2 separate regions of the Sus scrofa genome follow, and region 2 is linked to region 1. A link is a contact called in public HiChIP or PLAC-seq data. All regions are on one chromosome and are shown on one strand. Each heading gives the region's core, a stretch centred on a gene start, on an enhancer-like site or on the middle of the called end of the contact. The rest is flanking DNA. Distances are from core to core; before and after follow the strand shown.

Region 1 (7,145 bases), core at 2,807-5,306:
CATTAGGAAGATTAAATTACATAATAGAGATTAAAGACAAAAATAGCTTTCATTTAATAAATGAAATTCAGAGGAAAGGAGAGTCATGTTTAGTAGGCAATATTGGATGTGGACCAACCTGGAAGGATGCATGCTAATTTTGAAAGGAAGAAATGGGTAGTGAGGTTATCTAGGCAGATTGAATAGCAAAAGAGAAGACAGAGATAGGAGTGTATATGTGTGTGGTATTGGGTAGGTTTGTGAAGTACTGGGAATATTCAGGGGTATTCTCCACTTTGACTTGATATGGGAAATTGTAGGAAAGGAGTCTGTGCAGGAAAGTTGAAGCCAGTTCGTGGAGGGCCTTAAATGACAGACTAGAGGGTGATTTAATTGGGTACATCATAAACATTTCCTGCAGTTTGGGGAGTGGTATTTGGGCTTAGGAACTGGAGTGACTACATGGTCAGAGCTGAGTTTTAAGACAAATCTGGCCGGAAAAATCATTTAGACCAGCGCTCTCCTGATTGTTGCTTCCTTTGTTTTCTTCCTTGGGATCATCTGCAGTGATTTAACTTTTCACTGAATCTCTCACACTCCTATCTGGAATGTTTTCCCTTCTCTCTTCCCCTTCCTTTTTGTCACCTCAGGCCTGGGCTAGACCTTGATTCTCTCCTGCTTATTTTTAAGATAAGCCCTGCTCATAGGGGCCTAGCCTTAAGCCTTTGAATTTCGGTATGATTCATTTCATCAATTTTGGGTTCTAGAGGTTAATTGAGGGGAGAGGTCACTGTTAGTTTCTGCTAAGGGACCATTGCAGGCTCATTTGTAAAGCCAATCTCCTGGTACCTTCCAGACATCTCCTTACACCACTGTTTTGGTGGGTTTGCTGATTAACATATTCCTTTTCTTTTTTTTTTCCTTTCTCTCTTTCTTTCTTTCTTGGCTGTGCCTACAGCATGCAGAAGTTCCTGGGCCAGGGATCAAATCTGAGCCACAGCAGTGACAACGTTGGATCCCCAACTTCTAGGCCACCAGGGAAGCCCATGATTAATATGTCTCTATTTTTTTTTTTTCTTTTTCAGCCACACCAGTGTCAAGTGGAAGTTCCCAGGCCAGGGATCTAAATCCAACTGAAGCTGCAACCTATACTACAGCTACAGCAATGCTGGATCCTTATCTCCCAGTACCACAGTGGGAGATCTGGTTTGGTGATTAGCATTGATTTGGTTTGTGGAGCTCAAAATATGGGGCTTGGAGTTCCCGTCGTGGCGCAGTGGTTAATGAATCCGACTAGGAACCATGAGGTTGCGGGTTCGGTCCCTGCCCTTGCTCAGTGGGTTAACGATCCGGCGTTGCCATGAGCTGTGGTGTAGGTTACAGACGTGGCTCGGATCCCGCGTTGCTGTGGCTCTGGTGTAGGCCGGTGGCTACAGCTCCAATTAGACCCCTAGCCTGGGAACCTCCATATGCTGTGGGAGCGGCCCAAGAAATAGCAAAAAAAAAAAAAAAAAAAAAAAAAAAAAAAAAAAAAAATGGGGCTTGATCATAAACTCCACAGGCAAAATCACCATTATCAATAAATGTTTATAGTATGTTGTAGTCAAAATCCCTGCTTAACTCCATCTCTCCAGTTGTAATCACTTTCTCCTTTTATCCCCCACCCCTTTCCTGATACCCCTTTCATAAGTTGGTGGTGTGTGTGTGTGTGTGTGTGTGTGTGTGTGTGTCTTTTTAGGGCCACACCCACAGCATATGGAAGTTCCCAGGCGAATCAGAGCTGTAGCTGCCAGCCTACACCACAGCTCATGGCTACACCAGGGATTGAGTGAGGCCAGGGATTGAACCCTCGTCCTCATGGATAGTAGTGGGGTTCATTACTGCTGAGCCATGATGAGATTTCTGAGTTGCTAATTTTTTTGTTGTACTTCTTTCTTTTTCTACTGATCCTAAGGTTATAAACCTCTTGAGAATATACAAGTTTGTATCTTTGAATCCCCTAAAGCACCTTCACAGACTCTGGCAAAAAGTCAGTACCACGTATGTTAAGTGAAATTATTTAAAGAGCTAAGTGAAAGAGGCATTCATTAGGTTTGTTAATGTGAAGTTTCAGAAGGCCAGAGTAGGAGTTCCCGTCGTGGCGCAGTGGTTAACGAATCTGACTAGGAACCATGAGGTTGCGGGTTCGGTCCCTGCCCTTGCTCAGTGGGTTAACGATCCGGCGTTGCCATGAGCTGTGGTGTAGGTTACAGACGTGGCTCGGATCCCGAGTTGCTGTGGCTCTGGTGTAGGCCGGTGGCTACAGCTCCGATTCAACCCCTAGCCTGGGAACCTCCATATGCCGCGGGAGCAGCCCAAGAAATAGCAACAACAACAGCAACAAAAGACAAAAAAAAAAAAATAATAAAAATAAAGAAGGCCAGAGTAGGATCAATGACTAGAAGTTCAATAGCAAAGAACTGTATTTTATTTAATTAATTAATTTTATTTTTTAAATTTATTTTTGGCTAAGCCTGAAGTGGTCAGGAATGAAACTCCCACCACAGCAGTGACCTAAGCCATGTCAGTGACAATGCCAGATCCTTAACTGCTGGGCCACCAGGGAATGCCAAAAAACTGTATTTTAACATAATTTCCATGACGAAATTGTTTACTAAATGAAACTTTTTGTTTTTTGTCTTTTTAGGGCCGCACCTTCGGCATGTGGAGGTTCCCAGGCTAGGGGTCTAATTGGAGCTGTAGCCGCCAGCCTACGCCACAGACACAGCAATGCAGGATCTGAGCGAGTCTGCCATCTATACCACAGCTCACAGCAACACGGGATCCTTAACCCACTGATCGAGGCCAGGGATGGAACCTGAAACCTCGTGGTTCCTCATCTGATTCCTTATCCACTGAACCACAACGGGAATTCCTGAAACTTGTTTTTTGAGGTATCCATTATTGAATGTGTTAGAGCAGTCGTGAAGATCAGCTGTCAGTAATGTTGCAGAGGAGATTCCTGAACTGGTTAGAAAATCCAGGTCAGAGAGTCTCTAAGCTTTCTTCCGATCCAGAAGTTTTTTAAAGTGCTTTTTTTTGGCCAGCATTACATGCAAAACAGTACTTTCATTTAATGCAGAAGCAAGTGAATCTGTGCTATTTAAGCCCTGAAAGGAAAAGTGCAGGAGTGCTAAATATAAATGAGATCTGAATATTAATGTAATTAATATGTTTTATTGTAGAACAGGAGTTGCCCTGGGCTGTCTCCTTCACTCCTCCTCACCCTCCCTCCTCAAAAGAGGCTCAAGAACTTTTGTGCTCTTCCATTTCTTTCCACTTGCTTGTTTTATCCCTTTAAGTCCTAAGTGCTCTGGAAGTGACTGCTGTGTTTGGATCCCTCAAAACTGTTTTTATGTATACAAATCAAAGTAAGTTCTCCCCACCCCACCCCAGGTTCTTCTGGCAGTGGGTGTCACCCACATAGCCCTGAAAGAAGGAAAAGGGAGCCTTGTCTTTGGTTGGTGGGCGGCTAGCCCTTGTGGCAGCTCAAGCCCAGTCGTTGTGAGGCATAAAACTAATCGAAGTGGTGAGAGGAGGTTCCCAGTCCTTGGGAATGGTGGTCTTCGAGGTTCTTTCTCCCACGGACCTTCTGCATTGTATCTCTGTATTGGTGAAGGTTCACTTAAGAATGGGAAGGAGCCTAAGCATCTTTTTCCCTGGGTGTCTCAGTTGCCCTTACCCAGACATTTTCAGTCCTACCTGGGAGGAGTAGGAAGTGAAACTAGGCTGAGATATCCTCAGGGAAGAAGGTGGGCAAGTCCTCTGCTTTGTGGTGCTAAACAAAATGAATGTGTCCGCAGGTGAAACGCAGTCTGCAGAATCTGAGCCGGCGGCAATTTTGCGAAAGCCTTGGTACTTTACGGTAGAAGTCCGCTGAGAGGCAGGGGCGGAGACCAATTGAGCAAAAAAAAAAATATATATATATATCAGCAAAGAGGCTGAACTGAGCTGAGCCAGAAATAATCAGCAGAGTCTGATTTGGGCTGAGCCAGAGAAGCTGCCAATCCTCTTAAAGAGCCAGTGTACTCACGTGACAGAAGCCCCCGCCCACTACCCCTCCCCTCACCAGAGTGGTGAGGCTGTCTGGCGTCACTTCCGTCCAGGCCGGAACCCAAGATGGCTGCGCTCTTGTTGAGGTGACTTTAGTGTGGGGCTGGGAGTCAGTGCCGGCGGCCCTTTGGAGCTCTGCCCTGGACCCTCACGTCTTGCTGACAGCTGTTTACCCCGTGTCTGGGCAAGGAGGGGACCCGTGGGTGGAGGTCACGCGCCCTGGAATCCTAGAGACCCTCCCCTCCCCCAGCCGCTCCTGTGAACCCTGTAGGGCTTCAGGGTCACTGGCCGATTATCTTTTCCTTACTCCTTACAGATGGGTGGCTGGGCTCTCGCCCTTTCTACTTTTCCCACTTTTCGTACTTCTTTTTCCCAAATTGCTCACAGTGCCGCAGCCAGAGACGAGCTCCGAGAAAGTAAATAGCTGACTTCTCTTGTTTAGGGATTGGGCTTCGAGGTGAGGGATCTTGGTGTACTTTGCCTTTGCGTCTACTCCTGCAGACACCAGTTGCTGGCGATGAGTGGGTACTGCCCAGTTTCGTAAAGGGGCCCTGGCAGAGAGTGCAAGAGTCCTGGACCCCTACCCGGCTGCGTTTAGCAGTAGCGCCAATAGTGGTCGCTCTGCTACCCCACAGCAGCCAGGAAATTAAATTTTAGTTTATTTTTTGAGTTGGGAGGTGGAGGAAATGGATGACTCCGTTTTTCCTCTACAGTGTCACCTCGTCCACAGAAATAGCCTAGATTTTTTTTCCATTCTGAACTGTCCACTGTATACAAGGCCTCCTCTTCTGCTCAGAGCTTTTCTAGCCATAGCAACTTTAGTGACTTTAGACACTCTTGGTACAAATCCCAGCATAGTTTCGTGCCAGCACTATTTTTGGAAACTATTTTGTTATGGAAAGTTAGCTTTAATGCTGTTGAGATTTAATTTCTGATTTCCCCAAATGCCTTCTCATTTCTCTTTCCACTTCAGTCATGCAGTATAAAAATAGACAGACTTTATTTAGGTTTTCTCTGTGACAAAATGATTCCTCTTGGAGTTGAGAGCAGGGATCAGTATCTTAATCCTTCATTTTGCTACCTGCCTCTTATCTACAGATGTGTCTTTTTTTTCGTAAAGTCTGCCGGAGTTAGTCTTCCCAGACTGCGTTCTTTGTTACAAGTAGTTTGACCGTAATTGAGTACTTTTGATTTCTTTGATATATCATAATTTAGATGTCACAGGCTTTTTGGTGGAATTAACATGCTTGAAATAATCATGTTGGGTCTGTAACAGTTCGTTTTAGAAGTTTCATGATGAAATAAGGGATTAAAAACATTTTTTTCTTGATGGAAGTTATGGGCCTAATTCTAGTTCTCTAGAGGAATTTGGAGCTTTTATAATGTGCTGATTTAACCTCAAAGGAAAATACCTTCTAAGGAACCCTAGGAGCTGGTTTCTAGTTCAGTAATATCACTAGTTCCATTCTTTTGGACAAGTTGAGGTTGTTGATTACATGATTGTGGTTTCTTCATTTGTGAATGAAAATAGTAATAACGTAAACCTACGTAAGAGAAATCATGACTGAACATTAGTTTTTTTCTTTTTTGGCCGGCCTGAGGCATAAGGAGTTCCCTGGCTAGGGGTCTGAGCCATGCCGCGGCTGTGGCGACGCCGGATCTTTAACCCACTTTGCCAGGCTGGGGCTCAAACTGAGTCCCAGCACTTCAGACACTGCCAATCCCCTTACACCACAGCGGGAACTGCTGGCTAAACATTTTTAATGCTAGGTTAACAAAAATTATTAGTTATCACCGAATAGTATGTCATGGCTTTTGAACAGTGCTCTGTATTTTATATACTCCCTAAACTGTTCACAGCCTCTCTAGGGATGAATAACCACCTGAGTAGCACAAACTCCATTGGCATTTAGCAAGGAATGATTCACCAAAATCAATTTGGAGATAAAGAACTCAGCTAAGAACGGCTAGGCTTCTACCTAGTAATGTTCATGCAGCTTAAGCACAAAGCCACCAGGAGTCATTAGCCTTCTGGACATTGCTTGTCATATTAAATGCTACATCTGAAACACCCTCTAAAAATAAGGCTTAATTCTGAATTCCTAAGACTGCTTTTTTTTTTTTTTTTTTTTGGTCTTTTTGTCTTTTTTGTTGTTGTTGCTATTTCTTGGGCCGCTCCCGCGGCATATGGAGGTTCCCAGGCTAGGGGTCGAATCAGAGCTGTAGCCACTGGCCTACGCCAGAGCCACAGCAACGAGGGATCTGAGCCGTTTCTGCAACCTACACCTCAGCTCACGGCAACGCCAGATCGTTAACCCACTGAGCAAGGGCAGGGACCGAACCCGCAACCTCATGGTTCCTAGTCAGATTCGTTAACCACTGCGCCACGACGGGAACTCCCTAAGACTGCTTTTTAAAATAAGTATACTTATTCACAAAGCATTTTTTTGAGCCTCTAGTACATTCTACATGTCATATAATAGATGCTATGGATGCAGAGTATTCCAGCCAGTTTTTGAGGAGCTCAAAGTTTAGCAAAGGAGATAGATTAATTATTAAGCAGCATCATGTGATTCCCCCACACACACACTTTTTTGGCTGCCCCTTGGCATATGGAGTTTCCAGACCAGGAATCAGATCCTAGCCATAGTTGCAACCCAAGCTGCAGCTGCAGCAACGCCAGATCCTTAATCCTTAACCCTCTGTGCCAGGCTGGGGATTCAACCTGTGTCCCAGCACTTCTGAGATGCTGCCAATCCCATTGTGCCACATCGGGCACACCAACATAATGTTGATTTAGAGACATGAACATCTGTCATGTATGGGAGCATGACAGGTGTAGCATGTAAGGCTAAAGGGGTGACAAAGTTAGCATTTAGGGGTTGTTGGGTCTTAAAGGATGAGTTTTTGAGGCTGTGAGGGTGGTCCATTCAGAGAATAGCCTGAGCAAAGGCATATGGTCTTAAGAGGGCTTGCTGTCTGGAGTAAATGTAACATTCAACATAGTAGAGGTATAGAGGGCTGAAGAGAACTTGTGGGAGAATAGGCCTGGAGAGTTGGATTGGGGTCATGTT
Region 2 (7,145 bases), core at 1,716-4,215, 88 kb before region 1:
GCAGAGGGAACTGAGTGAGCTGCCAGGGAAAGAAGGTGGGGAAGCATCAAGAGGACAGGACAGAGGCAGGGAGAAGGGTGAGCAAGGAGACAGTGATCAGGGAGTGAACTGCCCAGAAGGTAGAATGAATCTTTTTTTTTTTCTTTTTTCTTTTAGAGCCGTCCCATGGAAGTTCCCAGGCTAAGGGGTCGAATCAGACCTACAGCCAGATCTCTAACACTCTGAGAGATGTCAGTGTTCGAACCTGCATCCTCATGGATCCTAGTCGGGTTCGTTAACCACTGAGCCACGAAGGGAACTCCCAGAATGAGTCTGTTTAGAATGGACACATAGAGCCAGCAGAGAACAAGGCGGGAGGGGTTAACAACTTTTCCTTTTATAGAAGGAAGATCCAGGGTGGCACCTCCTCTTCCCTAATGTTTCTTCTCTCCCTCAGGCTCCCCCTTCCTGAGTTACCACTCCCCTCCCCGCCCCCTCCCAAGCCCAAACAGCCATTCCGCCTTCATTCCCCCCAGGGCTCCCCCTCCCCACTTCCTGACTCCCCATTTCTCTGGCCCAGCTCCCAGTAGCTTCCCCCAGGCTCTTGGCCCTGCTCCTACCCACTCCCAACTGCCCTAAGCCCTCCCTCAGCCTCAAGTCAGCCAACCCCCAGCACAGGAAAGACTTGCTCTCTCAGGAACCCAGATGTACCCTGTGCCAATCCATCAGAGGGAATCCCCACTTGGTTCCCCCTTTTGGCCCCACCTTGTCCTAAGAACCCAGTGGTTCCTGGAATATCTAGTAATCTTTTACTTCTCATTCCCCATGGGACAGGGAGAGGGTGGATGCAGCACTGTGTACACCGGAATTTTACGGTACTGAGAGAAACAGGAACCCCATGCCTGGGATGGAGAGAGTGCTTGAGGAGGAAGAGGTGATGTTAAGGAAAGGAAGTAAATTGATTCTGTCGGTTCTGGACTAGAGAGAACTCAGCAAAGAAGTCTTGGGGCTGGACTCTCAAGGCAAGGAAGCAAAGGGTTCAGAAGTAGGGGCAATTTCCGCTCACCCCATGCTATGGCCACTCCTTTCCCCAGGATATCCCCAGGAAGGAGAGTATACTCAGCACTTTCCTTTCCCAGAGGTGGACCACCTGCCCCTGCCCCCATTCCTCTATTCACTCTCTGCCTTGTCACCTCCTGTCTACCACATCACATCCGCCAGAATACTTCCTTATCTACTCCCTTCCTGTTCAAGTCTCTAATACCTGCCCTGGTGCCCATCAATTCCTGTATCACCCACCCCTTTCTGACTGCCAGATCCACTTCTTGACCTGCTACGTGCCCTGACCTTGGTCCTCAGTGGAGGGGGTTGGTGCTGTAGGAGTCAGACAAAGGATGGGAGACCAGAAGGGGCAGGGGCAAGAGGAGCTATCACCAGAGGACTCTTACTGCCCCTTTCCACCCCACCCCCCCGATCTGAAATGAGGACAAAGGGGGTGACTAAGCAGTGAGAGACAAAGGGCCTTAGAGTCATAGCAGCAGTGTGTGTGGGGGGTATTGGCAGCAGGGAACAGGCACAAAAGATGCAGTGTCCTAGGCAGCCCCCCCGCCCCAGGATCCCTCACCCTAGTTCCAACTCCAGTTGCCCCCAGGGCCGAGCAGCCCAGAGTCTACCCTGACTTCTAGGCTGGATTAGGGCAAATAAATGCAGTCCCCCACATTGTCCTCTCTCACGATCACCACATTCATTGTTTTAGCTATATAGGGAAAGAAGGCCCAGGGAGAGGGTGGGGAATGAGGGAGGCAGAGACGAAGAGCCTCTGCCTGGCTCTATGGGGTCTGCCAGTCTGCCCAGGTCCCAGTCAGTTCTCACAGCCAGGGATATGGCCCCACCCTTTGGTACAGTTCCCATTAGGTCAACTCCCAGGCTGGAAGTCTGGCTTTCCCCTTTCCGTGTAGCTAAGAATTCCCTGTCTCTGCCATTCTCCTGGCCTGTTTGCCTCACCCTGCTACACTGCTGCACTGCTGGTGGGCTGTGGCCCAGGGACGCTGTCTCGGGGAGATCTCGGGAAGGCCTCTTTCCAGGCCCCAAGTGGGAGGGATGTGCAGAACTCAATGGGTGGCCCAGCCGGAGCTGGCTTTGGAAGCAGAAAGAACAGGAACCTGCTCCAAAGTTGGAAAACTCTTCTTTGTCTCTTCCACATAGAATTGGGATCAGACTGCTGGTGGTACTACTTTTCTATGCTCTTGGCCAGGACTGAGACTGAGTCAGAAAGATGTGAGGTAAAAGAGTCTGACTGGGATAGAAGTCAGGTATGAGGCATCGCTAAGGGCACTTCCTGGGTCTGTAATTCTGGAGCTTCTGGAAGCCCTGCAGATGTCAGGATCACCCATAAGGGACCTCCCCTCCTCAGCTGGGGTGAGGTGGCTCCTACACACTCCAGCAGCCCATTCCAATGCTAGTGGCCTTGGCGTCCTACTCTTTTTTCATTTTGGTTTGGCCAGAGCTCTCAGACCCGCCCAGCCCTACTGGAGCCCCTTTCCCCTAACCCATTTAGGCCATCTGGAAATTGGCTGGCTTTTTTTGCTCCAAGTCCTTTGGATTCGGGGCTAGGGAGGGAATTGGCAAAGCCTGGAGCAACCCCAGAAGGGTAGGGCTACAGCAGCTAGGCAGCCCAGGAGGGGAGAGGGTAAGAGCCCCTAAGAGAGTGTGTGCCCAGCCCCGGGAGGGAGGTAGGGCACTTTCCGAGGCGCGCAGACAGATTGGCGAGGGAGCATAGAGGGAGCTATAGCCCGCGGCTGGAACTTAGAAGGGCCAGTCAGGAGAGGTGGAAAGCATCGTCCTCAGCCATGGGTATTTAGGCGAAAATGAAGCCCAGGTGCAGAACCCGGATGTCCTCAGGTTGGCTGTCCTGCGACCCCGCCAGCTTCCAAGAGGGCCGCTGCGTTGTGCGAATGGGCGAGAAGCCCACGAGGAGGCGCGCGCGAAGCACTTCCGCCCGGTTCTCCTTTCCGCAGTCTGTGGCGGGGCAAGATGGCGGCGCTCAGAGCACTGTGCAGCCTCCGGGGCGTCGCGGCCCAGGTGCTGCGGCCCGGGGCTGGGGCCCGACTACCGATTCAGCCTAGCAGGTGAGACCAAGGGAAGCCCTCGATACGCCGTCCCCAGGGCTAGGGTTTCCCGAGTTTGGGGAGTCCGCGGGCCCTGTGACCCCTTAGGAAAGAATGACCCAGGCCCGTGACCCTTCGCCCAGGCCTGCTCTCTCGGGCTCCAGGATCCAGCGGCACCTGTTCTGTCCGAGGGAGGAAAGAGAGTCTTGAGCTCCGTGTGCCAGGAGTGAAATCAGTTGGAGGGAGACTCTGCCCTTCAGCGTTAGTGATAATGTCACTCTCCCCTTTTTGTGCTACTGCTTTTCGCAAACCCCATCAGGGGTGGGCTGCGACTGGTGAGAAGGCTCCTTAGGTGCTGTGGAAGAAGAGGAAAGCACCTCTGATGGTCTTAAAGGAGTAGCATAAACCAAGAACCGCGGGTTGGCACCAGTGCATCACTCTCACCATACTTGAACAGAGCCAAGGAGCCAGCATGCCCTACCCCCCTTTCTATTCCTACTCTTTGGTTGACCTTGAATAAACACCATTTTTACCAGGATGGGAATATGAATATGGCCAGAATTTAAAGGAGCTGGGAACCCTAACTTTGCATGCACAGGGATTATGGGTGAAGTGATTCTGGGAATAAGTTTTTAGTAAGAGTAGAATCTCTGGAGTTCCAGCTTGCTCTGCCAAAGCTACATAACTCTTTGCCAGTGACTTGGCATTGAAGAATCCAAGACACCCTTCCCTGGGCCCACTTGAAAGTGATGGGAACAGAGGAACCAAGCACCTGTCAGGCCCTTTGTCTAGGATCTGTTATTACCTCTCCAGAGGGGCTCGGCAATGGCAGCCAGATGTGGAATGGGCAGAGCAGTTTGGGGGAGCTGTCATGTACCCCACTAAGGAAACAGCCCACTGGAAACCTCCACCTTGGAATGGTAAGTGCCCAGAGCCACAGTCTCAACCCATACCCCTCTCTGTCCCCAAGCTGACGCGTAAGTGCTTTTGAGCTCTGTTTTAGGCAAATTTTAGCCCCAGTCCTTTTTACTTTAACCTCGCAACTCAGCAAACATGGTAAGAGTGATAATAGAAGTTATTTGTCAAATATGACATTTCAGGAGAAAAGAACAAATAGGTCCCATCAAACCCTTGAAGGTTCCTACCAAATCTGTATCTTTAGCTTCACCTTTTTCCAGAGGTTCAGTCTCCCCTAGACACCTCCCTCTAGACAAGGTGATTTTCCCACTGGCACCCAAATGGAACCCGACGGAATACAATACATTTTTCCCCATCAAAACTAGCTCTTCCTCATGATTTTTTTTTTCCTTATATGGAAGTTCCTGGGCTAGGGTTCGAATCAGCTGCAGCCACAGCAACACAGGATCCAAGATGCATCTGCGACCTATGCTGCGGGTTTCAGCAGCTTGTGGCAATGCTGGATCCTTAACCCAAGGAGGGAGGCCAGGGATTGAACCTGCATCCTCATGGACACCATGTTGGGTTTTTAACACTCTGAGCCACAACAGGAACTCCTGTGATTTTAAATTTTGATCAGTGACTCCTCCATTCTCCTAATCCTTCAGGATTGAAACTTTTTAATCATCTATCTGTGGCTCTTTCTTCTCTTTTGCCCTCTATATCTATGTCCAGTAAGTCACCAAACCATGCAAATTCTTTTTTTTTTTTTGCAAATTCTTTAATAACATTATATATCTGGTTATCTCCCTTTCTTGCTTTCTTGTTCAGATTTGTTTTGTATTAGACTGTGATTATTTTAGGAGTCTCTTTGCTGTGTTCCTGCCACTGATCTTGTCTCCCTCCAACTATCCTATACAATGTCATTGCCTTCATCTTCCCCAAGCATCATTTTACCATGGCATTCATTCTTTTGTTCAAAAACCTTCAAAGGCACTTCCAGTTACCTTTCAAAAATTTAACTGTAACAACAGCTTAGTAGTTAACCATATGCTAAGTGTTTTTGTTTATTTCACTTAGTCTTTACAACAACTCTATGAGAGTGATACAAACATTATCCCAATTTTGAGGAAATGATGGTGTAGGGAGATTAAAACGTGATCAGTGACATAGGTGGATTTGTACACAGGTCTGACTCCAAAGATTGTGGAGGAGAATTTTGGTTGCAAAGGTAGACTCTGGTTTGAGAGTCCATTTACCAATGAATAAGGCACCTACTATATAGCATTATTGTAAGGATTGAATGAGATGCTAGTAACATAAACCACTTAGTGTAGTGACTGGCCTGTTGCTAAGTCCTCCGTAAGTGTCATTAATAAAAATACTGATAATTGAACCACTACCCCCTACTGCCTGCCAACACTAATCTTCTGTCTCTTGGCAGATAAGAGTTCCACAGATACTTACTTCCTTGTTTCTAAGATTTGACCTGTGTTCATTCCATAGCCTGGGATGCCTCTTCTCTCTGCCTGTCTGAATCATTCCCTGTATCCATGATCTTGTGTCCATGAGGTTTTCACAGTGTTCTTTCCTTCCTTTAAGTACTTAAGGGTTAAACTTACTTGGCAACTTGTAAATTTCATGTTTTGCTAGTTCTCACATGTGCTTATTTCCCAAATTAAATTGTAAGCCTCTTAAGGGTAAAAACTGTCATTGAGCAACAGTAAGAATTAAGTATACATTTTCTGATCAGTTGGTCATTCATCAGATACATCTGGAGAGCAGTGTATTTTAGTGGTTAAGGGTGTGGAGTCTGGAGCTGACCAGGCCAAGTTAAATTATGGCTCTGCCACCTAACTAACTCTGTGAGAATTCATGTATCCTTTCTGGCCTCAAGTTCTCCAATAAGATGAGGATAATGATAGAATCAACTACTCATATGGTTTTTGAGAAAATTAATTAAAATAAATGCTTAGAGTAGTGCATATATTAGGGACTGATATATATGTATATATTTAAAAGTATTTTGGGAGACATGGAGAGGGTGAGATTGCTGGTTTCTCTCATCAGAAAGTTTGGATCTGGAGTTCCCGTTGTGGCTCAGTGGTTAATGAGCCTGACTAGAATCCTTGAGGATGAGGGTTTGTTCCCTGGCCTTGCTCAGTGGGTTAAGTATCTGGCATCCCCGTGAACTGTGGATCTGGTGTTGCTGTGGCTGCGGTGTAGGCCGGCAGCTGTAGCTCTGATTCAACCCCTAGCGTGGGAATCTCCATATGCTGCCAATGCGGCCCTAAAAAGCAAAAAAAAAAAAAAAAAAAAAAAAGCAAAAAAAAGAAAGAAAAGAAAAAGAAAAAAAGAAAGTTTAGATCTCCCTTCCCTTTTTCCCATCTAATGGTCTTCTTCCTGGTTATGTTAAAGATTAAGGAATTGGGGATTTCCCCTTTTGGCTCAGTGTGTTAAGAGCCCGACTAGTAGCCATGATGATACGGGTTTGATCTCTGGCCTTGCTTAGTGGGTTAAGGATCCGGCATTGCTGCAAGCTGCGGTGTAGTTCACAGATGAGGCTCAGATTTGGTGTTGCTATGGCTGTGGTGTAGGCCTCAGCTGCAGCTCTGATTCAACCCCTACCCTGGGAACTTCTTTATGCCACAGTGCAGTCCTTAAAATTAAAAAAAAAAAAAAAGATTAGGAAATTGTCAGAGTATGGAATGGTGAGATGGAATGTTTATATGGAAATGCTGACTTCTTGTTGTCTCTTGGGGGATCTCAAGGGAATTACTATTGGCCCAACTATTTCCCACTTCTCTCAGATGTGGACCCTCCAAAGGACACATTGGTGTCGAACCTAACCCTGAACTTTGGGCCCCAGCACCCAGCAGCCCATGGAGTCCTGCGGCTAGTGATGGAACTGAGTGGGGAGATGGTGCGGAAGTGCGATCCTCACATTGGGCTGCTGCACCGAGGCACTGAGAAGCTCATTGAATACAAGACCTATCTGCAGGTGTGGAGGGTGAACAAGGGCCTATCGACAGGACCTGGGGATACTTTAGCCTGGGACTTTGCCAGTTTGCTGACCCAAAACCTCAGGGGAGGAGGGTGTTGAGGGGGAGTTGTATAAACCAAGGTTATAATGATAGTTTTGGTTGGGAGGATGAAGGGATG

What was found. HiChIP or PLAC-seq counts read pairs in DNA pulled down with a chosen protein or histone mark.
Region 2: a contact with region 1 is called in an H3K27ac HiChIP or PLAC-seq map of skeletal muscle. The contact joins the promoter of NDUFS2 here to the promoter of SDHC in region 1. A contact is called at or near these places in 2 of 5 promoter capture datasets (fetal liver and liver), 2 of 47 Hi-C or Micro-C datasets (epiblast stem cells and skeletal muscle) and 2 of 2 datasets of contacts at active chromatin or transcription factors (alveolar macrophages and skeletal muscle).

What each region holds. Positions count from the first base shown.
Region 1 is chr4:89,166,075-89,173,219 of Sscrofa11.1, reverse strand. It overlaps SDHC (succinate dehydrogenase cytochrome b560 subunit, mitochondrial), which reads left to right and starts at 4,056. Exons shown (of 6, transcript XM_003125659.6): 1 at 4,056-4,157. The coding sequence starts at 4,138.
Region 2 is chr4:89,252,910-89,260,054 of Sscrofa11.1, reverse strand. NDUFS2 (NADH dehydrogenase [ubiquinone] iron-sulfur protein 2, mitochondrial) reads left to right here and starts at 2,965. Exons shown (of 14, transcript XM_005663166.3): 1 at 2,965-3,107; 2 at 3,900-4,006; 3 at 6,755-6,984. The coding sequence starts at 3,013.